Regions from separate parts of the Sus scrofa genome. Here region 1 is linked to region 2. A link is a contact called in public HiChIP or PLAC-seq data. All regions are on one chromosome and are shown on one strand. Each heading gives the region's core, a stretch centred on a gene start, on an enhancer-like site or on the middle of the called end of the contact. The rest is flanking DNA. Distances are from core to core; before and after follow the strand shown. Region 1 has its middle 28 kb from the start of RUBCNL. Region 2 overlaps LRCH1 (leucine-rich repeat and calponin homology domain-containing protein 1).

What was found. HiChIP or PLAC-seq counts read pairs in DNA pulled down with a chosen protein or histone mark.
Region 1: a contact with region 2 is called in an H3K27ac HiChIP or PLAC-seq map of alveolar macrophages. The contact joins two enhancer-like sites. A contact is called at or near these places in 2 of 47 Hi-C or Micro-C datasets (blood and embryonic fibroblasts) and 1 of 2 datasets of contacts at active chromatin or transcription factors (alveolar macrophages).

What each region holds. Positions count from the first base shown.
Region 1 is chr11:20,964,974-20,970,190 of Sscrofa11.1, reverse strand. No RefSeq gene overlaps it. Among named protein-coding and RNA genes, the nearest start is that of RUBCNL, 28 kb to the left of the region's middle. Within about 2 kb of position 3,825, at least 32 of the 83 cell types and tissues checked have an H3K27ac peak or open chromatin away from gene starts, as enhancers often do. A contact at or near this core is called in alveolar macrophages, where this site is marked.
Region 2 is chr11:20,811,614-20,816,289 of Sscrofa11.1, reverse strand. The region is part of intron 1 of LRCH1 (leucine-rich repeat and calponin homology domain-containing protein 1); the gene reads left to right. Among named protein-coding and RNA genes, the nearest start is that of LRCH1, 93 kb to the left of the region's middle. Within about 2 kb of position 3,144, at least 1 of the 83 cell types and tissues checked has an H3K27ac peak or open chromatin away from gene starts, as enhancers often do. A contact at or near this core is called in alveolar macrophages, where this site is marked.

The sequences.
Region 1 (5,217 bases), core at 2,576-5,075, 150 kb before region 2:
CACCTCGTAGCCGTGTCGAGAGGTCAACTGAGGAGAGCGAGAGCTTAACCACAGGACACCTGGTAAAGGTCAGAGATCATCCTTAGTATTAGTTTAGAACAGGACCCTTCTCTAGCCCACTGGAGGCCCGCAAGTCCAATGGCTCAGCGGAAAAATAAGCTGCTTCTGTCTAAAAGGAGAGGGAAGAGTGTTGCGGGAAATGTTTCACAAGTGACCCTCCGGGGAAAAGAGCCCTCATTTGTAGCGCCTACCAGTTCTGTGGTGCCAAGAGTCCCACCACGGGTGACATGACGCTAGCAGTGCGATGCTGCTGAGTAGAGAACGGGAAAAGAGAAGCGGAGGGTGCGAGCTGGGCCCGGGATGCTGTCGGCCGTGCAAAGGACTCGGGGCCCAGAGGTACCTAACCACAGTTTAGGCCCTCGGAGGTGAATGGCTGGGCTGGTTAAGGAGCCAAGTAAAGAGAAATATCCTCCAAACCAGAGTGAGACAGTGTGACATCTTCTTTCCTCCATCCAAGCCCTCAGGCTTCCCTGATGTGATGGGGGCTTTAGCTCTGGCCAAAGTGGAACACACACACACACACACACACACACACACACACACACACAGACTCAAGACGTGCTGTCCTAAAACTGGGACAGTCCCCACAAACTGGGACAGAGGGTTGGCCATCCTATGTTTCTCACTCTGTCTCCCCTTTCCAGCCTCCCTTCTCTTTAGGTGTGCTCTGTTGAAAAGGATAAAGACACACGTGACATATTTTCAGCTTGCTTAGAGGACGATGAGGAACTCCAGCTGATTTTGATCCCGCCTTCAAGAAGCAGCATGGCCTAATGATTTGGTAAAATTAAAAAAAGAAATATTTTATCCTGTTAGGTCCCATCTAAGTGCCTACACTGAGAACTGGGAAAATAATCATCTTTAAAATGGTGTTGAAATTCAGACGTAGAGTGGACCTATTCTGAGTATGTAACCGTGACTTCCACCTGAACTTGGACCCTTCCCTTATAACCAAAAGCCTCTGAAAACAGCCTAAATTCACTCTCCCCTCCTTCTGTTGCGTTCTGGCCTGAGCACCCACAGCTGTAACCCTGATGCTTTCTGAGGATTATCAGAACGCGCTGGTTGTCAGAGTTCATGGACAGCATCTACCAGGATGGCTGAAGTTCAAAAGCCTGCCGCGCCAAGCGCTGGCGAGCATGTGGCAGAACGGGATTCGTACACACTGCTGGCAGGAAGGTAAACTGGGAGAACCACTGTGAAAACTGGTTTAGCTGTTTCTTAAAAAGTTAAATATACACATACCCACATGAGCCAGCCTAGGCAGTCATCCAGGAGAAAAGAAAACCCAAAAAGACAAAAAAAAAAAAAAAAAAAAAAATGCAGGTTCCATCCCTGGCCTTGCTCAGCGGGTTAAGGATTGGCATTGCCATGAGCTGGGTGGGGTGTAGGTCACAGACGCAGCTCAGATCCCATGTTGCTGTGGCTCTGGTGTAGGCCGGTGGCCATGGCACCGATTAGACCCCTCGCCTGGGAATCTCCATATGCCGCGGGAGAGGCCCTAGAAAAGGCAAAAAGACAAAAAAAAAAAAAGAAAAGAAAACCTATGTTTGACATAACACTGTAAGCCAACTATAATGGAAAAAATTTAAAAATGATTAAAAAATAAAAAAATAGGCAGTGGGATGGACTGGGAATTTGGGGTTCATAGATGCAAACTATTGCCTTTGGAATGGATAAGCAGTGAGATCATGCTGTATAGCACTGGGAACTATGTCTGGTCACTTGTGATGGAGCAGGAGAATGTGAGAAAAAAGAATGTATACATGTGCGTGTGACTGGATCACCTCGCTGTGCCGTAGAAAACTGACAGAACACTGTAAACCAGCTATCATGGAAAAAATTAAAATCACTATAAAAAATAAAATAAAATAAATAAAAAGTAAAAAATCCTGAACACAAAAAAAGGAAAACCCATGTTCATACAAAGATACGAACATGAATATTCAAAAGAGCTTTAATTGTATAAACTAAAAACTAGAAACAACCCAAATGTCTACCAACAGAAGAGATAAAGAGAGATCTACAACCACGGTATATCCACAACGGAAAACGACTCAGCAAAAAAGCGAAAGGGGCAGGGGGTGGAGTGGGGAGACAGAGAGAGAAGCAAACAAAGACAAAGCTATCTGATACACGCTCCAACATGAATGAGTCAATCGCAATTAATTAGGCCAGTTCTCAAAATAAGGAACCCAGGTTTGAAAAAAAAAAAAAAAAAGAGTACACACTGTATGATTTCATGTATATAAAATTCTAGAAAATGCAAACTAATTTATGGTGACTGATCTGTAATTGCCTGGGAAGGACAGATGAGGGGGTGAGGAGACGGGTTACAAAGAAGCAGCGGGAAATTTCAGGGCGATGGGCGTGCTTCTTAGCTTGATGGTGGTGATGCTTTCAAGAGGTGTACATGTGTGAAAACTTATCAAACTATGCGCTTTAAGTATGTGAGGCTTAGGGAACACCAATTATCCTTCAATAAAGTTGTTTTTAAAAGCTCCATGCAGGAGTTCCTGTCTTGGGTCAGCGGGTTATGAACCTGACTAGTGTCCAGAAGGATGAGGGTTTGATCCCTGACCCTGCTCAGTGGGGTTAAGGATCCGGTGTTGTGTAGGTTGGCAGTTGCAACTCCAATTTGACTCCTAGCCTGGAAACTTCTATATGCCACAGGGACAGCCTTTAAAAAGCAAAACTAAATAAACAAATAAATAAAAGCTCTGTGCACATTTCAATCCTGTATTTACTGACTCTGCTAGAGTATTTGAGAAATCTGACAATGTCTTTTTTATTTGTTTTTGTTTTTGTTTTTTTGTTTTTTGTTTTTTTGGGTTTTTTTTAGCCTCATCATGACATGTGGAAGTTCCCAGGCCAGATAGGGAACTTGAGCCACATTGGTGACAACACTGGATCCTTAACCCACTGATCCACCAGAGAACTCCCAATTTCCTCCTTTCTGCTGTGTCTCTCTTCCCAGGCTCTCCTAATTTCTTCCTGCCACACTACACGTACTGGAAAGGCCATAGCAGTAGCTGTACAGATGAGATCAGAGTCTGGCCTGTTGACTTTAAACATACAGACCTATTTTCCTACTGTCATCAGGAGCAGTCGCAATAATCACAGAAATGCAGAGAGACTTCTCATCAACCTGCAAATCCAGATGTCTCAACAGAGGAGTTCCCGTTGTGGCTCAGTGGTTAACGAACCCAACTAATATCCACAAGGACATGGGCTCGATCCCTGGGCTCACTCAGGGGTTAAGGATCTGGTGGTGCTGAGAGCTGTGGTGCAGACATGGCTCGGATCCCGAGTTGCTGTGGCTGTGGTGTAGGTCAGCAGCTATAGCTCTGATTCAGCCCCTAGCCTGGAACTTCCATATGTCACAGGTGCAGTCCGAAAAAAAAAAAAAAGACCAGTGTCTCGATAATTACTTTTGTATTTCCTGGCTGCTATGATACCAGAAAGGGGGATAGATTAGTGTATTGGGGGGATATTTAATCATTTTTATCATGTGTAAGTGACTGCTTTTATAAAATAGGGAAGTAAGGAAAGACGAAAGTTTCAAGAACCAGCTCCCAATTAACCCAACAGCCCTTCCTGTGCCCCTTAAAGCTGCAGAGGTAAGGAGTTGAGGCCCAGGTGCCTGGGTAGTCATTTGGCTTTGCACCCATCACTGCAACAAACTGGTGCAAAGGGTGGGACCTGGCTGGGCCTCATTCTCCTTAGATGCTGTGTAGACACATATCTCTGGCTTGACCCCAAGCCCTATCCTCACCCGTTTAGGAAAGAAGAGCAACTTTCTCAGTCCTCATCTGTCCTGCAGCTGCTCCCATCAAGGGCTTAAAGAAATGGCAAGTGGCCAGGCTTTCAAAGGCCGCCTTGCTTACCAGACAATTGAGTAACTTTTACGAGATCTGCTGCCAACTTCTCAGTTTGCCCGATAGTGACCCAAATATGTTATGACATATGCTTATTTAATAAGTCACTCCATGTGGTTTGAATTTAAAAGAAATATACCAGACTGTGGATGTGCAGTTTTACCAGGACGCTGTAGTGCAACACCAGCCCAAGTTTCTGTCTAAACACCCAAATCACAGTTGTTAATCCCTGGAGGGGTCACATGCCTAGGAAATGACAGGCGCCTGTTTTGAGATTCTCCTTTTTTACTAAACTCAAGGTTGTCATGGGTAACAGTCAAATTTGCTGACTACTCCACTTAAATTTTTTTTTTTTTTTTTTTTTTTTTTTTTTTTTTGCTGCACCCACAGCATGGGGAAGTTGCTAGGCCACTGATCGACCCTGTACCACAGCTGTAACCAGAGCCACAGGAGTGACAATACTGGATCCTTAACCCTCTGAGCTACTAGGAAACACCCACACTTAATTTTTTTTTTTTTTTTAGGAAACTTTCTGCCAAGTTTCACTTTCAAATTGTGTCTTAATGGTAGATGTTCTTAAGCCCCTTAGTTCAAAGATCTCCTATGAATCTATTTGCTGACTTCTTCCAAATAAGGATCTAATCCCTTGCTCAGAGAGAGAGACATTCTGTACACTTATAGGTAAGAAAGTAAACGCTGTCTGATGGAACCATTGTCTAAGGACCAGGCAAATCCCACTCGACTAGGGGAATGTAGGTATGAAGAGAAAGGAGAAATACCACTGCATCCAACAGTGAAAAGGAGAATCCAGGAGCTCAGTGAGATGTGATTGCTATTAGCTCTTTGGGGATACAGAAGCCAGAGGGCCAGAAGGCACTGTCAGTTCTCTGATCTATCAAGGGGCATTTGCATCATAAATCGGTATTAAAGGAGACAGAGGTCAGAGGGACAGAACCATTTAGGAGGAAATAACAGTGATCGAAGCCAAGCAACGCCCCAAGACCCAGCTTCCCTTTGGGGGAGTCTGTTTAAAGAACAGCTTCCTCTGAGAAGTAAATAGGCAGGGCTTCCTTTTTCTGTATTAATAAGAGTCTTCGCCAGCTCTTTAAAGAGTTTCCTACCTTGAGCCTCCGAACCTCAGAACTGTGACATGTGGAAAGCACAGAAGGGCTTACTCTTATGTGGAGCAATAGCCCTGAAACTAGTTTTTAACTGCGAAATCAAAAGAGAGAGACACACACACATAAAAAGAGGAACGAGCAGGTTCTGTGGCTATATA
Region 2 (4,676 bases), core at 1,895-4,394:
TTGCAGGCAATCAGAAGGGCACTTGGCCGTGTGTGTGCGCACCAGCCCCTCCGTTACGTTGTCTGCATCTGTGCGCCTGTCCACTGCCTTGCTTCCTATGCTGGAGAGGCTGCCACCTCCCCACAGGTTCACTGGTGTCCCCACCATGCCCCCCCAACTCTGGGCTCCATCCCGGGTGGGGGGAGGGGAGGCCCCGCCCTCCCAGATGTTCCCAGGACTTCCTTTCTTCCTTCCTTCAGCGCTTCATTCTTTGTCACTTTATTGGCGACTTTGCCCAGGTCATCCTGTTCACAGGTGCACTCCCCTGCTCCATGCTTCTTACTTCCTCGTTCCACTTGATTCTTCTCTTCAGCACCTACCACCATCTAACATACTATGTATTTTCCCCTTTGGTTTTGTTTAGGTCGCCCCACTAGAATGTAAGCTCTGGAGGGCAGGGATTTTGGCAGTGTTGACTGCTGTTTGCCCACTGCTCAGAACTATTCCTGGCACCTGGTGGATGCACAAAAAGTATTTGTGCAGCGTGTCTGTTGAGAAGAAGCTTTCCCAGACAGAAAAGCGTAATGAATTGTCTGCTTCCCTCTTAAACCTACAGGCTTCATTTGAAATTTAAAGTTTTGAGTTTATCCAAAAGATGACAAAGCTGAATTTAAAATTCCTCCAAACAGGGAGTTCCCTTTGTGGCTCAGTGGTCAATGAACCGGCTAGGATCCATGAGGATGCAGGTTCGATCCCTGGCCTTGGTCAGTGGGTTAGGGATCTGGTGTTGCCGTGAGCTGTGGTGTAGGTCGCAGATGTGGCTTGGATCCCATGTTGCTGTGCCTGTGGTGTAGGCTGGCAGCTACACCCTAGCCTGGGATTCTCCATTTGCTGCGGGTTCAGCCGTAAAAAGACAAAAAACAAAGAACAAAGAAAGAAAAAGAGACCAAATCTATAATATATGTGCAAGTGCTGGGTAAATTGTAAAAGCATTGTATCCTCTTTACTTTGAAGGTGGGTAATATTAACTTCCCTAATGTTTTTATTTGCTATTTTCAAAATATATAATGAAAGAATCTAATTAATTGATGCTTAGGATTAAGGTAAGTTTTCAGACTTTCACAGTATATTTGATTTCAGGAGTTTCTTGCAAAGGTAAAAATCTTGGAAAAAATTCGTGATGAGTCATTTTTATTATGAAAGACTTTCCAGCAGATAACACTTCTTTTATGGTTGAGGGTCAGTGGTTCTGTCATCAGCTCACAAGAGTGCGTTGTTTCAGTCTTGGTAGTAAACCTGGAATGGCCGTAGAGCTCCGGTGACACAGGAGACCCTGGAGTCCTAGTTGGCTGTTATGCTTTTTTCCCTGCCTCCCGCTCCACTTACAGAAAGCCTCCTTCCTCCTCTAACTCCAGTATACTCATGTGAGTGAGCCCTTCCGGCTCTTGGACTCAAATTCTTTGCCAAAAAAAAAAAATTGGGGACAATTACTCATTTTGTAGCACTTGTCAGATCCCTGAATCACTAGCAACTAGGCTTCCTCTGATTACAATGTGACAGAGACTGTCCATGAGCTGGCAGCTGAGTGATTGTCATCAGCTGCTCGACTTTAGTCCAGCAACAAGTTAGTGATACATTTAAAATACTTAGGGGGAAAGGGTGGAGTGGGAGTTTGAGGTTAGTAAATGCAAACTAGTGCATTTGGAGTGGATAGGCAATGAGAGCCTGCTGTACGGCACAGGGAACTGTATCTAATCTTTTGTGATGGAACATGCTGGAAGATAATGTGAAAAAAAAAAAAAGACCGTGTATATATGCATAACTGGGTTGCTTTGCTGTACAGCAGAAATGGACAGAACCTTGTAAATCAACTATAATTAAAAATTTTAAAAATAAAACCTTGAGATGCTCTTAAAAAACAAAAAACAAAAGCAAACCTTAATCCTGGGCTTTAGGGCAGGGCCCTTTCCGCTAGAGCCTCACAGTGAAAGCTTCCGAGCCGCTGTTGCCCTCTTACTCCGCAGGGCTCCCACCCCTTCCCAGCACCTGAGCAGCTGCCCTTCGCCTGCCCCGCCCTGGGGTGGGTGGGGGCTGTGTCTCCTTTGGGCTCCTCTGCATGCTGGGGACCCCGTTCCTGCGGTCATCTCTGGCCGTGCTTCTTCTGACATCGCTCTAGAATTTAACCATCGGGCTCTGTGTCTCCTCCCTTCCTTTCTGCTCCCTGAGATTGATAAGCAGAAGCCCTGCCATGATGACATTTTTTTGGTCAACTGTCATTCATGCAGTTCTGGACACTGCTATCCAGTCTTCTTCTCAGCCTTTATGACGTGCAGGTGTATCAAGCACACGTGGTTGGCGGTGTGCTGAGTGAGAGCGTACGTGTGGAATCGAAAATGGGTGCAGCTCGAGAGCACTGTTAGGTGAGGTGAGTGCGACCCAGTGGCACTTGGTCACAGAGCTGCCTGAGACCGTGAAGGGTGGGGATGTGCTCTCGGTCCCTGTGCGCCTCCCCGAAGTTGTCCCCTTCTTCACGTAAGCTTCCCGCCTGGAGGAGTAGTGTTTTCTGTTATTCTGAGAAATTCTAAATTCTGAAATCGTGTTTGTATTTTGTCACCATTTTAAAAAGCATTTTTTTTTTCCAGTTGTGATGAGAGAACACGTAGTATAAAAAGGACCAGGTCCACCACGTCTAAGTGTCTAGTTCAGTGTGGCATTAAGTACATTCCTGTCGTCATGTGCCATCGCCCTCATGCATCCATAGAACGTTTTCACCTTGCAAAGCTGAAACTCTGCCCCCGCTAAACAGTGACTCACCACTCTGCCTGCCCCCCAGCTTCTGGCAGCCATCATTCGACTTTCTGTCTCTATGAGTTTGAAAACTCCAGGAGCCTCGTCTAGGTGGAATCATACAGTATTTGTCTTTTTCCGATTGGCTTATTTCACTTAGCGTAATGTCCCCAAGGGTCAGCCGTGTGGTAGCATAGGGCAAACCTTCTTTTTTAAGCTGAAAAATAGGGAGTTCCCATTGTGGCTCAGTGGGTTAAGGACTCAGTGTTGTCTCTGGGAGGATGCAGGTTTGATCCCCGTTCGGTGGATCCTTGCTTGTGAATCCAGTGTTGCCACAAGCTGTGGGGCGTAGGTCACATGTGAGGCTTGGCTCTGGTTTTGCTGTGGCTGTGACTTGGGCAATGGCTGCAGCTCTGATTCGACCCCTGGCCTGGGAAGTTCCGTATGCTGCAAGGGTGGCCCTAAAAAGGAAAAAAAAAAAGCTAAATAGTATTCTATTGTATTTATAGACCACATTTTGCTCATCTCTTTATCCGTCAATGGAGATTTGGGTTATTTTTACCTTTTGACTATTGCAAGTAAAGCTACTTAAAGCATTCCTATTCCATAAGAAAATTAGTATTTCCTGTTCAAATTAGTATTTCTCATTTTAATTTAATTTTTTTTGTCTTTTTAGGGCCGCTCCTGTGGTATATGGAGGTTCCCAGGCTAGGGGTCAAATCAGAGCCATAGCTGCTGGCCTACACCACAGCCACAGCAACTCAGGATCTGAGCTGTGTCTGGGACCTACACCACAGCTCACGGCAATGCTGGATCCTTAACCCACTAAGTGAGGCCAGAGATTGAACCTGCGTCCTCATGGATGCTTGTCAGATTTATCTCCACTGAGCCATGACGGGAACCCCAGTATTTTTCATTTTAAAGATGGTTACTACTAATGGGGCTGTTTTTATTGTCTCAGAGCAAAATTCTCTTAAAGCAAATGAGAAATAATTCATTAGCTAAACAATCACTAGAGGATAGGTCATTTCAAAGAAACTGCGACTACCTAAAATTTTTTTTTTTTGCTATTTCTTTGGGCCGCTCCCGCGGCATATGGAGGTTCCCAGGCTAGGGGTCGAATCGGAGCTGTAGCCACTGGCTTACGCCAGAGCCACAGCAACTCGGGATCCGAGCCGCATCTGCCACCTACACCACAGCTCACGGCAACGCCGGATCGTTAACCCACTGAGCAAGGGCAGGGACCGAACCCACAACCTCATGGTTCCTAGTCGGATTCGTTAACCACTGCGCCACGCCGGGAACTCCCCTAAAATGTTTTTGTTTTTTGTTTTTGCTTTTTAGGGCCACACCCATGACATGTGGAGGTTCCCAGGCTAGGGGTCTAATTGGAGCTGCAGCTGCCAGCCACAGCCACAGCCATGGCCACGCCAGATTCGAGCCTTGTCTGCACCCTACACTGCAGCTCACAGCAACGCTGGATCCTTGACCCACTGAGGGAGGCCAGAGATCAAACCCGCAACCTCATGGTTCCTAATCAGATTCGTTTCAGCTGCGCCACAGCAGGAACTCCCTGAGATGTTTTTCTTTTGCGTAATTTTGCATGACAAGAAAACAAAAAAATAGTTAATGCACTTCCCCGCTTTCTTGAACAGAACATTTTAAAAGCAGTTTAATTCTCAAATATCTTAATAACTCTTGTTAGATTATTCAGTGTTGTATTATTTTGGTGCTGCAATTATGTTGCACTATGTCGTTTAGAAGGACTCTGACACTACATTTAATGTTTTTAAATTTAAATACTTAAAAAATACGTCACTCTTCATTACTATTGTTGTTAGAAGCATGCTTTTTTATGGCTACCTCCCTTTAAAAAAAATCTATTCGTTGTTTCCAAAAGGCAGTGGAGC